Regions from separate parts of the Mus musculus genome. Here region 1 is linked to region 2. A link is a contact called in public Hi-C data. All regions are on one chromosome and are shown on one strand. The core of a region is the stretch at or near the end of the contact, and the rest is flanking DNA. Distances in the headings are between cores, read along the strand shown.

The links. A called contact is a pair of places that touch in the nucleus more often than the background predicts.
Region 1: a Hi-C map of cortical neurons shows a contact between it and region 2, with 4 times the contacts expected there. The contact joins two enhancer-like sites. A contact is called at or near these places in 1 of 15 datasets of contacts at CTCF or cohesin (pro-B cells) and 1 of 484 Hi-C or Micro-C datasets (cortical neurons).

The regions. Positions count from the first base shown.
Region 1 is chr13:83,107,766-83,114,450 of GRCm38.p6, forward strand. The region is part of intron 1 of Gm33073 (a long non-coding RNA gene); the gene reads right to left. Among named protein-coding and RNA genes, the nearest start is that of Gm33073, 9.4 kb to the right of the region's middle. Within about 2 kb of position 3,921, at least 69 of the 459 cell types and tissues checked have an H3K27ac peak or open chromatin away from gene starts, as enhancers often do. A contact at or near this core is called in cortical neurons, where this site is marked.
Region 2 is chr13:82,506,329-82,513,389 of GRCm38.p6, forward strand. No RefSeq gene overlaps it. Among named protein-coding and RNA genes, the nearest start is that of Mir3961, 190 kb to the right of the region's middle. Within about 2 kb of position 1,988, at least 8 of the 459 cell types and tissues checked have an H3K27ac peak or open chromatin away from gene starts, as enhancers often do. A contact at or near this core is called in cortical neurons, where this site is marked.

The DNA of each region.
Region 1 (6,685 bases), core at 2,671-5,170, 600 kb after region 2:
TCTGTTATGGAGCAGGCAGAGATGAATGGTCAGCTTCAGTTTGCAGCCTTCCATTTAAAATAATCCATCAAAGACATATTTACTTACTGGGAATGTTCCTTCTTTCACAACTTGCTTGTTTAGAGCTTTATATAATGCTATTAAAGCTAGTGAAGTTCAAAGAAAGAGAGAGAGAGAGAGAGAGAGAGAGAGAGAGAGAGAGAGAGAGAGAGAGAGAGAGAGAGAGAGAGAGAGAGAGGGAGGAGGGAGGAAGAAAGGAAGGGAGGAAGGAAGGAAGGAAAGAAGGAAGGAAGGAAGGAAGGAAGGAAGGAAGGAAGGAAGGAAGGAAGGAAGGAAGGAAGATAAAAGAATTCTGTCACGGAATGTATTGGGATAGAAAGAGGCACAGACCCCATGATGAGTCCAGAAGGCTTCCAAGAGGAGGCTCAAAGGGTATTAATGACAGTTGATGGACCAAAGAAGCATTTATTCAACTATATTTATGAACTCAGTCTCCATGTTAATATAAGATATATGAAGATTTATACAGTAACCCTGGAGCTAGAAGAAAAAATAATGTCTTGCTCTGCGTCACGTAATTCTTGTAGGCTCTAAGTCTGAATCCGAATCTTTACACATTCTTGTGGCACATGACTGAATTTTATGCAGGCAGCTGGTGGAGACATGGGACCCAACTCTCAGTGTGCATGCAGTTTTACTCCAAATCTACTCCTCTTGCTCTACCCTGAGCCATTGGCACAAGCAGACATAGGAAAGTCTTCTCTGCCCATCTCTATCTTTTAGGCTGGGAACCTGGCATATGAGCAAATATAAGCATTCAGATGTGGGAGGTCTGTACCTTCCTGAAGCTGAGTGTCAGCTGTGTGGTACATGGGTAAAACACAGGACAAGCAACTGGGTTTATCAGTCACTTTTGTGTTGCTATGGCAATAATACCTAAGAGAAACAGCTTAGATAGGAGGGCTCATGTTGGTTCATATTTAGAAGTGTCTGTCCATCATGAGCCAGAAGGTATAGTGTTCACATTAGAACAGAATGTTATAGTCTCATGCCACAGTTGGTCAGGTGCACAGAATTGTGGGTTATAATCCACAAAGACTTGCTCTTAGTGATGGCTACTACCAAATGAACTTCATCCTCTAAAGTGCCTACACTGTTCCAAAATATTGCCAAAAGCCTGGAAACAAAAAGTCTGTGGGGATGTCACACACAAAGGACAGAGGTTAAATATGTTACCCTTTCATGACTTACTTGCACAGACCTCTGAAATTACTAGGATAAATCATAACTAAAATACTTTCTGTGATAGGAACAGTGAAGAAATGTCTAGAAGCGAATGCAATGCCACATATGCATAGATGAGACCACGTGAAATTAAAAAGCTTCTCAGTGAGTTTGCAGAGGTGACACAATGGGTGAGATGCAAGGGTAAGAACCTGAGTTTGAATCTAGAGAACCTATGTGAAGTCAGGTGTGATAGACTACTTCTGTAATGCTAGTGGTCCTTCAGTGAGGTGGGAATTCAAGATAGAGTCTACAAATGAGAGAGATGGCAATATGCCTGGAGTAAGCACTATCAAGCAACAAAGAGATCCTGTCTCAGAAAAGCTGAAAGGTGAAGACTTACCCATAATATTGGACTCTGTCCTCCATTCATGTTCTGTGGAACTCACATAACCACACTCATGCACACATTCAGGAACACATGTATCACTCACACACACACACACACACACACACACACACACACACACACACACACACATACACACACACACACACTTTTGCAGAAAAAAAGAAAAGAATCAGCAAAATGAACACAAAAGAATGGGGAAAACAATCTCGCCAGGTAGTTAATACCTAAGATATATAAACAACTGAAGAAAGAAACAAATCCATAAATAAATATTATTCAAAAAATAGTAATTGGTCAAATGAATTGAAGAGACATTTCTCAATAGAAAAAGTTCAACCTTCTTAGCTATCAGAGAAATAAAAATTAAAACTACTGTAAGGTTCCTCCTCAGTCCAGTAAGAATAGTCCGTGTATGTGTGTGTGTGTGTTTGTGTGTGTGTGTGTGTGTGTGTGTGTGTGTGTGTGTGTGTGTGAGAGAAATATTGCATATCCATGCTTATAGGAAGAATGGGTAAAGGGCTTGATGATTCAAGAAAAAATATCCCCATGGCCAAAATGTTCTCCAGAGACACACAGGATCAGGTTAAACTATCATTACACTCATCTGAGAGCAGCACACACCAGGGCACCTACCAACAGCTTCCATTCCACACAGTCAACCGTCATCTGTCTTGGATATCTGAATGAGTTGCTTCAAGGATACTCATCTGGCTGAAGAGGATAACATCAGCAGCCATCCTTTCCTCTGCCAATAGGGTCCCTTGCCAATTCAATAATAATAATAATAATAAAGCAAAACAAAAAGGTAATTCTGGGTGCACACAACTTTAATACAGGATTACCAATTTTAAAGTAAAGGAATGTTGCCTAAAATTTTACTTTTTTACCATAATGTTTCTGACAAAAATAAAAAAAAAAAAAACAACTCCTAATCTTGTATTATTTGTTATGCCCAACATGCTTTACCACAAGATCTATTGCTTTAAAAAGGTCTAGTTTAGTGCACTTGAGAGATGAGAGGACAAGCACACAGGTCAGAATACCAGGCTTGTCCTTGGTCTTGCACACTCAGGACTGCTTTGAAATGTTTGGTTATGTCTCCAGAGGGAGGTTTCATCTGGACCAATTCCCACAAAACAATCAATGGCATATCATCATTTCTTTCCCTTCTCCAAAGAAAAGGATGCAAAGAAAATAGTGCAAACGTAGTGAAGAGTTGTGAGTCTAGTGTGCATGAGAGGAGGCCTTCCCAATTAGCACATCAGGCCACCAGCCCTTCGTTGGCACAAGTCAGTCCTCATTTCTCACACAAGCCATGCCTTTTCTCCCAGGATTTATGTGTCTTCCTCCCCTCTCCATAAAGAATTAGCTGAATATAGTAAGAATAAGAGGACTCTGGGGCTGCAGATGGCTGACCAGCTGTTTCTGGGTGACACCCCATGAATCAGAGTCTCATCGAGCTTTAGTGCTTCCATGTTTTGGGGGCAAAATATTCTGCGTTTTGGAAAACTAGTTCATGGAAAATAATACAGCAAACTAACATTTATAGAAAACCACAGTAATCTTGTAACAAATGTCCTAAATTATGCACTCAAAAGAGGATCCAATTTTATACAAGGTTCTCTTCGAGAGACTGCAGAACACTTTCTTGTTTGTGATTGTAACTGCTGTTCCTCACAACCTCTATAAGTACAAAAAAATAAAACGACATGCCTTTATATAACATATATGCATAAGACAAATGTCAGCATGGGAAAGATGGTCTGTGGAGGGGACTATTCAGAAAAGTTCATTTTATGCTTTATTTTAGGTTCATTGTGTATATTTTCTCCAAGTTTGATGTTAAGATTAATGCTGCTTTTCAAGCCTCCTACATTCCACTTCAACAATGGTTATTCTTCAGTACTTAAGTACATTGCTGGGGGTATGGGCAAAATAAAAGTCATATGGAAGTTTATGTTCCAGCTGCTGTGCTCCCTCTTCTTCATGAGTGAGTTTCTGGCAGGCCACGAGTTTTACTAAACCCCTTCCCTAGTGCCCTCTTCAATTTTAGATCCTTGCTTGATGTGAAATGTCTAAGACAGTCATTTTAATAGACAAAAGAGTAGAGATAGCCCAAATACCAATGGTCAGGAAACAGGCATTTGTGAGGTGGGAGAATAAGAAGCCCCTGTGATCATTTTTATTCAATGAAAGCCATTCCTTTGGGTGGGAGTGTCAAATTCTAGTACCCACACATGCTGCCCGCATACCACACAAGCTGCAGGAATGCAGATTTCTGTATCTGAGAGCAGCTGCTAAGTGAAGTGGAACATCCAACAGATGGCTGCATTGTCATTGTTGGGGGAGGAGGAGAGAGGAGCTATTTTGGTTTTTCTGTTGAACGTGTATATGTGTATGAAGGCATGTGTGTACTTCACAGTATTCTGTTCTCCACTACCTATGATCTTTTCCACTATAGATATTTCTCCTGTGCTGTCAAAGACTGGTTTTGAATTTGCATATTAGGACAGTCACTAGAGGTTTTTTGATCATTTAGTATTTAATGGATGAGAAAAGAAAGGTCCAAGGGCACACAGCTATTAAAGCCAAACTCAGAATTTTTTCACTAGGGCATGCAATATAACAAAATTAATTAATAAAATTATTAAGTAAATAACACTCTACATAGTGATAGATCACAGAGGAGAACAATTCAAGGGTCACAGCTTCTCAGTCTTTAAAAATATATAAGTGCATTTTTCCCTTAAAAAATTATGGTGGAGTTGCTTTGCAGTTCTCAGAAGAAAAAAAAAAGTAAGTATTCAAACTAGTCAATATGAGCATTTTATTATGAAGCTTATTAGATTTTAAACAATTTGATTCATGGTGCTCCACAATTTTAATAGCATATTTAGAAATAATAGACTTCGGCAAATCAGGTTGTAGAACTGCTATCAAAATCCATGCATAAATGCAAATTAAAAACCTTAGGTCCCATCCTGACCTGCTTGCAAAATGTCCCTATTCCCCTTCTGATGGTAGCTTAAAGAGTACCATCACATAGCTTATTCATTGATGTGTGTGTGTGTGTGTGTGTGTGTTTCTAGAAATAGAATCAATAGAGAACAGACAAACCCACAGTTGCCAGTTTGTACAGTTTTGTGGTTTCTGCCAGGGCTACTGACTCGAGAAGGTCTACCAGATAATGAAAGCAAACTATTTCAGTTCCTGTGGGTCTAGAGTGCTTCTGTAAAGTTCTGGTTTGAAACAAATGAATAACAAATTAAAAGGCATAGTAAAATAAGGGGGTGGTTAAAATATATTAACTGAAATCAATGTAGGAGAAACATAGTTAAAAACCTTGCATTCTCAGCAACAGCCTGAGATGTATTTGGGTAATTCTTTAAATTTATGATAAAAGCCTTTTAGCAGAAAGTCAATACACATAGGTGGTGAAGCAAGTATATCATCCTGTACTGGAGGTTGCATTAAACATTCGGTGTGAGCTCCACTGCTCATAGGAAGTAAGCAGGAGTTCATCCAACGAACGCACAGTATCACAGAGACCAAGCGTTCTTCTGTAGACAGTCTGTGGAGCCATGCTGATTACCATGCAGTCCTCTGCCTAGGGTGCTCACTGACGTCAACAAGGGTCCTGGAAATGAAGCAGGATCAAAATCCCAGAAGCCTGGACTAATAATAGAGTAAAGATGGAGAACAGATGGAAAGCAAAGCTTCATGGATAGAGTGTGACCTCATGTTATAAATTCGTCAAGTGGAATAAACAACAACAAAGTATGGAAGGCCTGTGAGAACTCACTGATGTCAAACTTCCAGAAATTTGCTGACTGAAAAAATGCCTAGATACAGAGAAAACTTTCCAAAGGAGTTCAGGGGCATCAATTTTTGGATTAATTATGCCTGTGTCTGAGAGCAAAGACACTTAAAATTAAAACCATAGTACTTTGAACATAGACTACTAGCTTTATCCCTTTACCCTTCATTAATATATGGATTCACCTAAGTTATTTTCCTCTCACTTGAGCAAACCTGTCATCTGTGAGAGGGCAAAGCCATAAATGTAGAACCTGGAGATGAAATCCCAGAAAACACTAGGCCTGAAGCAAAACATTGCAAGCGGTCTGCCACATCTTCAACAAATAGAAGTGCTTTTTCAAGTGTCTCTGTCTCGTGTGTGTGTGTGTGTGTGTGTGTGTGTGTGTGTGTGTGTGTGTGTGTGTGTTTAAGCAATCAATGCACACTTTGTGTCTTAGTCTGTATTCTGTTGCCGTGAAGACGCACTATGAGCATGGCAATTCTTATAAAGGAACACATTAAGTTGGAGCCACCTTGTACTTTCAGAGGTTTAGTCACTTGTCATGTAGAAGCATGTTGACATGCAGGCAGATGCTTCGTCAGGATCAGCAGGCTGCAGAAAGAGACAATCACTGGAGCAGGCTTGAATATTTGAAACCTCATACCTAACCCACAGTGACACACTTTCTTCAACAAGGCTACAAGTGCCACTCCTTGGCTAACAAACAGTTAAATATATAAGCTTATATATTTGAGGTCATTCTTATTTAAACCTCCACATTCCACTCCCTGGCCTCCATAGGCTTATAGCCATATCATAATGCAAATATGTATTCAGTTCAACTTAGAATATCCCCATAGTTTAGCACAGTCTCAACATTGTTTAAAAGCATAAAGTTCACACTCCTTTTGAGGACTGGTGGCATTCTTTTTACCCTAATTTTCTATAAAATCAAAATTAAAAGAAATTTAATTTAAAAGATTCACCATACTTTCCAACAAACAGTGGTATAGAATAGACATTGCAAGTCCCAAAGGGAGAAAAGGGAACACCATGAAGAAACACTGGACCATGGCTAAAAACAGCTGAGAAAACTCCAAGCTCTACATCTTCAAAGTATGTTTCAGATCTCGAAGTCCTTTTAGCTTTGTTGACTACAAAATACATCTTCCTCTTTAGTTGTTTCTACTCCCTTTTAACAGCTTCTTTCAACAGGTTCTCCATGGCTCTGGCTTCATGGACATCTCCAA
Region 2 (7,061 bases), core at 738-3,237:
TTCTCTTCTCTTCTCTTCTCTCTCTCTCTCTCTCTCTCTCTCTCTCTCACTTTTATAGACACAGCTAAGGTTTTTCTACTGGCATATGGATACTGCATGGTGTGGCTTGGACATTCAAAAAATTGGCAATAGTTATAACTTTGAATTCATGCTGAATTATAAGTTGATAAATGCTTTGACAAATTATAACCTGTTTCATACTAACTCCTGAATTTTTGTTTTAACACTCAAATTTAGGTTAGAATAAAATTATACAAATATAGAAAGGAAAAATAATTTGCATCAGTAGCTTAGTCTAGCTGGAGCTATGGCTCCAAAATAAAGCAAAACTAAATGCTACTTTTATCAAAATCTATACCAGAATTTAAAGATGTTCAAAGATTTCAAAGTACTTATTGTAAAGTAGATGACAGTTTTCAGGGAGATTAGTACTTTGAAAGAAGGACAACTTATATTTGTAGAATTATCAGTAACTTTGTTGAATGAATAAATGAATAATTGCATGGGTAGATAACAAATGGACCAAATTAATGTACACAGCCATTTATGAACCTATGACTGTCATTCATACCAAGTTTTACTACATATACATATATATTCATGTATATAGTTTTATTTAATCTGTGCTATAAATACATTTTAAGTAGACATTTGAGAAAAATAGGCATCCTCTAAAATCCATGCTCTTGGTTTTGGTTCTCATTGTATTTTTCTGCTTCTTAGTCTCCATTCATCACTTTTTGAAACTTAAACGTAGAAAAGTGAAGGAGGAGCAATATTCACGCTACACCTGTGAACTCCCAGTTTTCTACCTGTTCTAAGGTTCTTTCTCATTATCTTCCTCAGAGGTAGCAGGTTTCCATCAGGCTTTCATGATGTTGAAAGATCACTACAAAGTTCTACCGTGTTACAGCTTGGAGGGTGGTGTATGTGCAAAGAAGTTGGGTAGAAAACATAGTGAAGTCTTTCCAAGCAAGAGCATAGATGAGAGCCAGAGCGTGGTCGAGCTGTTGCTTGGCTTCTGTGCTGAAGGCTTTGAGGCTCTGATCATTAGGCTCTTGTGAATTTAGTATATATTAAACAATTAATTTTTAGAAAAGAAAACATCTGGTTTTTAGCTTGGATGATTTTGATGCCATGACATTTCTATCTTACTGCTAGTGGATGTTCTCTGTATTTTCTTCTGACTATGAAATTGTACCTAAATATTTGATCTAGTTACATGAGCCATAATAAACCTTGTATTATCAAAGTGTTTTTTGTTTTAACAATAAATTGCCACAATAAGTCTGAAAACATTGAAAGCTCTCCAGCACTTCTTAAAATATATATAAAAAAATACCTCAAGTAAAAGAATCCAGAGATTTGGGTATTTTGGGAATTAAAAAAAATGTTTTTATCATTTGGAAGTAAAAACAGACAAATTCACTTCTTTTTGTTTCTAACCTGACACTGTTTTCTACTAAAACTAGAATTTAAAAACAAAATTACAAAAATAGAACAATGTGCATTCTGTCTTTCTCATATATATCATAACCACATCTCATCTTTTTCATTTTAATAGTAAGTTAATCTTTATTGTGGAACAGCTTCTGCATGGTGAATGTAAAAATGAAAAAAAATATACATGATTTGGAGAATAAAAACTACAACGTATCAGCAGCAACTAACAGAAACTGACACTGATCCTGGTGAAAACCTCACTGGCATTTTATTCCTTAAATTACGAGAAAGTGTGGTAGTGGGTGACAAGGCTTAGGTTTCCTTTCCACCATTGATACATAAATGTCTGTGCTTTTGTACTGACTGCTTTACTTTTCAACATAGAGTCTCTATGTAACCTTAGCTGTCCTAAAACCCCAGTGTGTTGATTAGACATGGATTTTTTGGGTGAAGATTTAGTTAAATGAGCACTAGTATAACTACTCAAATGAGTATTCATAACCACTACTTGTTTTATTATAGAGCAGCAACAAAATGGCAGAGACGACAGCTGCCACATCATATACACACACACTCCTTCCTACACAAACTATGCTTTGTACATCAGATGCAGCATAAATACCATGGCATGTGGCAGTTGCTATGGCAATGAGCTTTTTTTTTAATGAAGAGCAGATGGAATCGGCATATAAAACTTGCATAAGTTGTTAGTAATCTGTGAGTTACTGCAGACTAGTTGCTGAAAGAAACTTTAAAATTCTAGCTTTTCTAATTCTTCATATAATGAGTTCAACTCTCTTTTTTCTCTTTGCCTAGTTCAGTTCATCTTGGTATCCAAATGCTAGTAGAGAATTGTTAATTATTTTTCCTGTGCCAAAGAACTTATGTAGACTTGTAAATTGTATAGTTGTATTTTCCAGTCTTTATTTTTTCAAATAAATTTCTATTTTGGAGTTTTTAAAATCTGTCTTACACTAAATAAATATGTACTTTCAATAGACATATGTTAAATTTATTTTAGTTAAAATTCACATTATATATTATACAGTACACAATGATGTATATTATATTTCTAATTCACAATGTATATAATAATACTGAGAAAATTATAAAGTTCCACATAGTATAAAACTGCATAGCAAACAGGATGAGTATGTTGGGTTAGCTTTGGTGTTAGCTGTCTAATTGTCCAATCTTGGTAGGCTTTGCTTTGTATCAAAGCTATCTTTATGTTGTAACTGCATAAGAAAAGGGAGATTTCACTGAAACTCAAAGAATAATTTGTGATTATAATTCCCCAGGCAATTATTTCAATATGAAAACTGATTTTCTGTATCTTTTTTGAACACAAAATTGCAAAGATGTTTTAAACAAAAATTCAGCAGCTACTTTGTTTACTGAGAATAACGCTTTACACAATGGTACCTGTTTGGGCTAGTCCAACAACTACATTCCCGGACAAGAGAATCATGAAGAAACAAATAAATTTAAACAGATTTCTCAAATGGGCAATAGAGCCTCAGGGTTATCAGAGTGGAGCAGCTGTTTAGGATCTAGGCAGGACGTAACACATTGGCAGTGGGTCTCCTCGATGTCTCTTTAACGTTTGACACTATTGTTCAATGCAAATCTTAGTTTCCCTCTCTCTGCATCTGTGGTTCTGCTCTTAATCTTCCCCTGCAAATTTTCTACCACAGATTAGAAAAGGTCTGTGGAAACTGAGTGACATGCATAGAAAATAATAATTAAGCCAATTTTTATTTATACCATGAGCTTACTTTTGAAAATGTACCCCCAACTGAGCCAGGCTTGCAGCTCAACTTTGTACTTTTCATTTATGCAAGGACAAAAGTAAAGAGAAAGTGTCATGGTTTGCAGTTCTCTGATAGTCTCTGCATGTGAGAACATTGCACCGCTGGTGACCATGTTTAGTCTTGTGATACCCTGTGCCTCTACTTGGACCAGTAATGAGTGTCACCGTGTGATATTGCAAAAATGTTTCAGTCAGCCGTTGATGTGTGTTTCATGAATGATGTCCACCTCTCCTTTTGCCTATGTGCTCTCAGGCATCTCTCATGGTGATTGCTCATGTGTAAAACTCTAGGAGGGCTGGAATTCAGAAGATTCATTATAGCCTCTTTGCTCTGTCTCCGTACTGATGGTGCACTACAGGAACTGGGTTCACAAGCTTCAATATTCATTCACTCAGCTTATGCTTTGAACACTAACTTATCACAACATATTATGTGTCAATCTGGACGTGGAAAGTATGATATGGCCAGCCTTAGGTGCTTTTCTTTTCCAGGGATTGTCAGAAAATAGGCATGGATATACTTTTATTTTAAGTGATTATATATATTATATATACTTATTTCATATCATATTATGTTCATATAATAAATGTTTCTATATATTTATTACTATAAAATTAGAGAATGTGTTGGTGTGATAGGAGACTTGTGACAATAATTTGTCAAGTAGTCTAAGGCAGTGGGAACAGATCATCAAGAGAAGTGATATAGGTTATTAAAATTAACCTAAAATTAAAATGCCATCCTTTTCTATTTTGGGCCTTGATTCTTTTATATTTTCTCTGTTTTGCAGCATTTCCTAATTAGTTACTGTGCAAAAATACAAAATTCTTGAAAACTTGCTATTGTTGTGTTACACCAATTTCATCATCAGTTTGGAACTGATTAACAACTTCATGAATTTAAACACGTGCCACAATCACAACATATTTAAAGTTTATTATTTAACTTTATATTTAGACAGCTGTAGCTACCATGAAATAAATGACAAAGGAGGAAAGGATAGCTTTAAACACTTATTTATTTAAAGGTAGTATTTTGAGTGCAAAATTTACCTATTTTTCCCTTAGCTATAAAATCAGAAGTATTTAATTAAAAAAACAGCATATCTTATGTGTGTATTGTAATAGCTGAGTAATTAAGAGATCACCTTTTTGAGCCTTAAGAAAACTATGAAGAGGTACTGTTTCTTCCTTATCAAGAATGCACACAAATACAGCAATCATGACATATACCTTAAATTAACCCTTTACCCCATGGGAAGTGATAGAGAATGAAGCATGGGTTGACTTCCAGAGAGTTACTGTATTGTTATATTTCTAATTCATTATAGGAATAATGTGGACTCCAGCTTTGTTTAGCTAGTGTACTGCTTATAATTGCAAAGTAGCTGTTAAACAATTGTTCCAAAGGCTCAGCTTTGTACGATATTAATGACTATTCAACCTTTTGCAAGACAATATGGAAGGACGTGAGAGATTTATAATTAAGACAATCTTCTGAATGAGTTGTTTGCTCAGAAAACAAAGAGTCTGCCTTTACCTTGGCACTGGTAATTGACAATTAATTGACAGCCTGGTTGACAGTGCATTTGGCTAGGCCGCAGCACTTACTAGAAATGGGATTTAAATCCATGATATTATCCCAGGCCTTGTAATATTATTAACCATAACTCACTAGCATAATTCAACACATGATTGAACACACAATTCACTTCACATTATTAGAGAGTGTTAATCAGTGCAATGGAGAGGCTTGTATTGTTTCATGTTATGATTATTCTCTCTATGTTTGCATAAATGGTGCTAGATGAACAAACATGGAAATCGAACTCACATTTGAAAAAAGAGATTTAATGGTTAAATCCAAGAATAGCTCTGGGGATGTTTGCTCAAGACAATTCTTAACAAATGAACGTAGACTAATAATCATGAATAAAAGTGGCCTAATGTGCTTTCATTTACATGCAGATATGATAGATCCTAAAACACTTCTTCAAGTTGTGATTTTTTTTTCAGGTTGAGAAGTTGTGTATTTTCTAATATTTGTCTTTTTTTATTGGACATTTTATTTACATTTCAAATGTTATCCCCTTTACCGGTCTGCCCACCTGGGAAACCCCCATCATAATCCCCCTCTCCCTGTGTCTATGAGGGTGCTCTGCCCCTCCCCCACCTACCCACTCTATTTGGTGACCTAGTCACCACTGGAGCTAACCCTTAAAAAAATTAAAAGGTAGGTTGGTTATATATAATATTATATATATATATATTTCCTTTTTGTTGTTATTATTTTATTTATTTACATTTCAAATGTTATCACTCTCTCCGGTTTCCCCTTCAACCCAATCCCTGATCTCACACCCCTGCTTCTATGAGGGTTCTCACCCACTCACCTACCCACTCCTGTCTCACCACCCCAGCATTCTTCCACTCAGGGGCATTAAGGCTTCACAGGACCAAGGGCCTCTCCTCCCTGGGAGCTAGGGGTAGGGGGAGGAATCTGGCTGGTTGATATTATTATTCTACCCGTAGGGTTGCAAAGCCTTTCAGCTCCTTCAGTCCTTCCCCTAACTCCTCCATTGGGGTCCCTGTGCTCAGTCAGAAGGTTGGCTGCAAGCATCTGCACCTGTATCTATATTTGTAAGGCCCTGGCAGAGCCTCTCAGGAGACATCCATATCAGGCTCCTCTCAGCAAGCACTTCCACAAAGATAATTGTTCAAATATGTTCATAGTAGATTTTTTTTTGGTGTGTGATAGGTAGAAAATTGAAAGCACAAAGATGTCCCTTAACAAAAGAATGGGTGGAGAAAATGTGCTATGTTTACACGATATATTAACCAGCAATTGCTTAAAGACGATGACATCATGAAATTGGCAGGCAAATTGATAGAAGCAAAAAAGATCATTCTGAGTCAGGTAATCCAGACCCAAATAGACAAACATAGTATGTCCTCACTTATAAGTGGATATTAGATGAAAAGAACAATCATGTAATTATCCACAAACCCAAAGATGCTAGATTACAAGGAGATCTCAAGATGGGCTGTGTAAATCTCACTGACAAAGGGAAATAGAATAGACCTTATGGGTGGACTAGGGTTGGTGGGACTGGTCAGAGGTGGGGATAGAGATGGAACACAAAGAATTGGGTGGAGAGGTGACACTGGAAGAGAGTGCTGGGTAATATGATGTCCTGTAAACATAGCACTTAATTTGAGCTAAAGAAATATATGTGAAACAGATGTTCATCACCTTATCCATAGGGTCCTTTCTCCCTGTAGGATATTCCTTTCTATAGTCACTTATATAAAGGACTTTGGAGCCTGGAAAATGAAAGAGCTATAAGGCATTTGAGGTAAGACTCTCTAAATGACTGGCACCAATGTTAATTTGCTGGCTGACATGACATACGTAGCAAATAAATTTATATTGTCAAATGGGCAGTGGTGTTGCATGCCTTTAATCCCAGCACTTGGGAGGCAGAGGCAGGCAGATTTCTGAGTTCAAGGCCAGCCTGATCTACAAAGTGAGTTCTAGGACAGCCAGGGCTACACAGAGAAACCCTGTCTCAAAAACAAACAAACAAACAAACAAACAAACAAACATACAAAAAAACCGCAACCCAAAACAAACACGTGTGTGTGTGTGTGTGTGTGTGTGTGTGTGTATAGTCTTAAGTCATTGAGAGTTATACATTTCCCTCAGCAGTGAGCATTTATCTTAGCACCGAAAGTTGTTTAGTGCTATTGCTATAAATTGTAATTAATGAGGATGGAGTTAAGAATAAGCTTGTAAGCTTTAAGA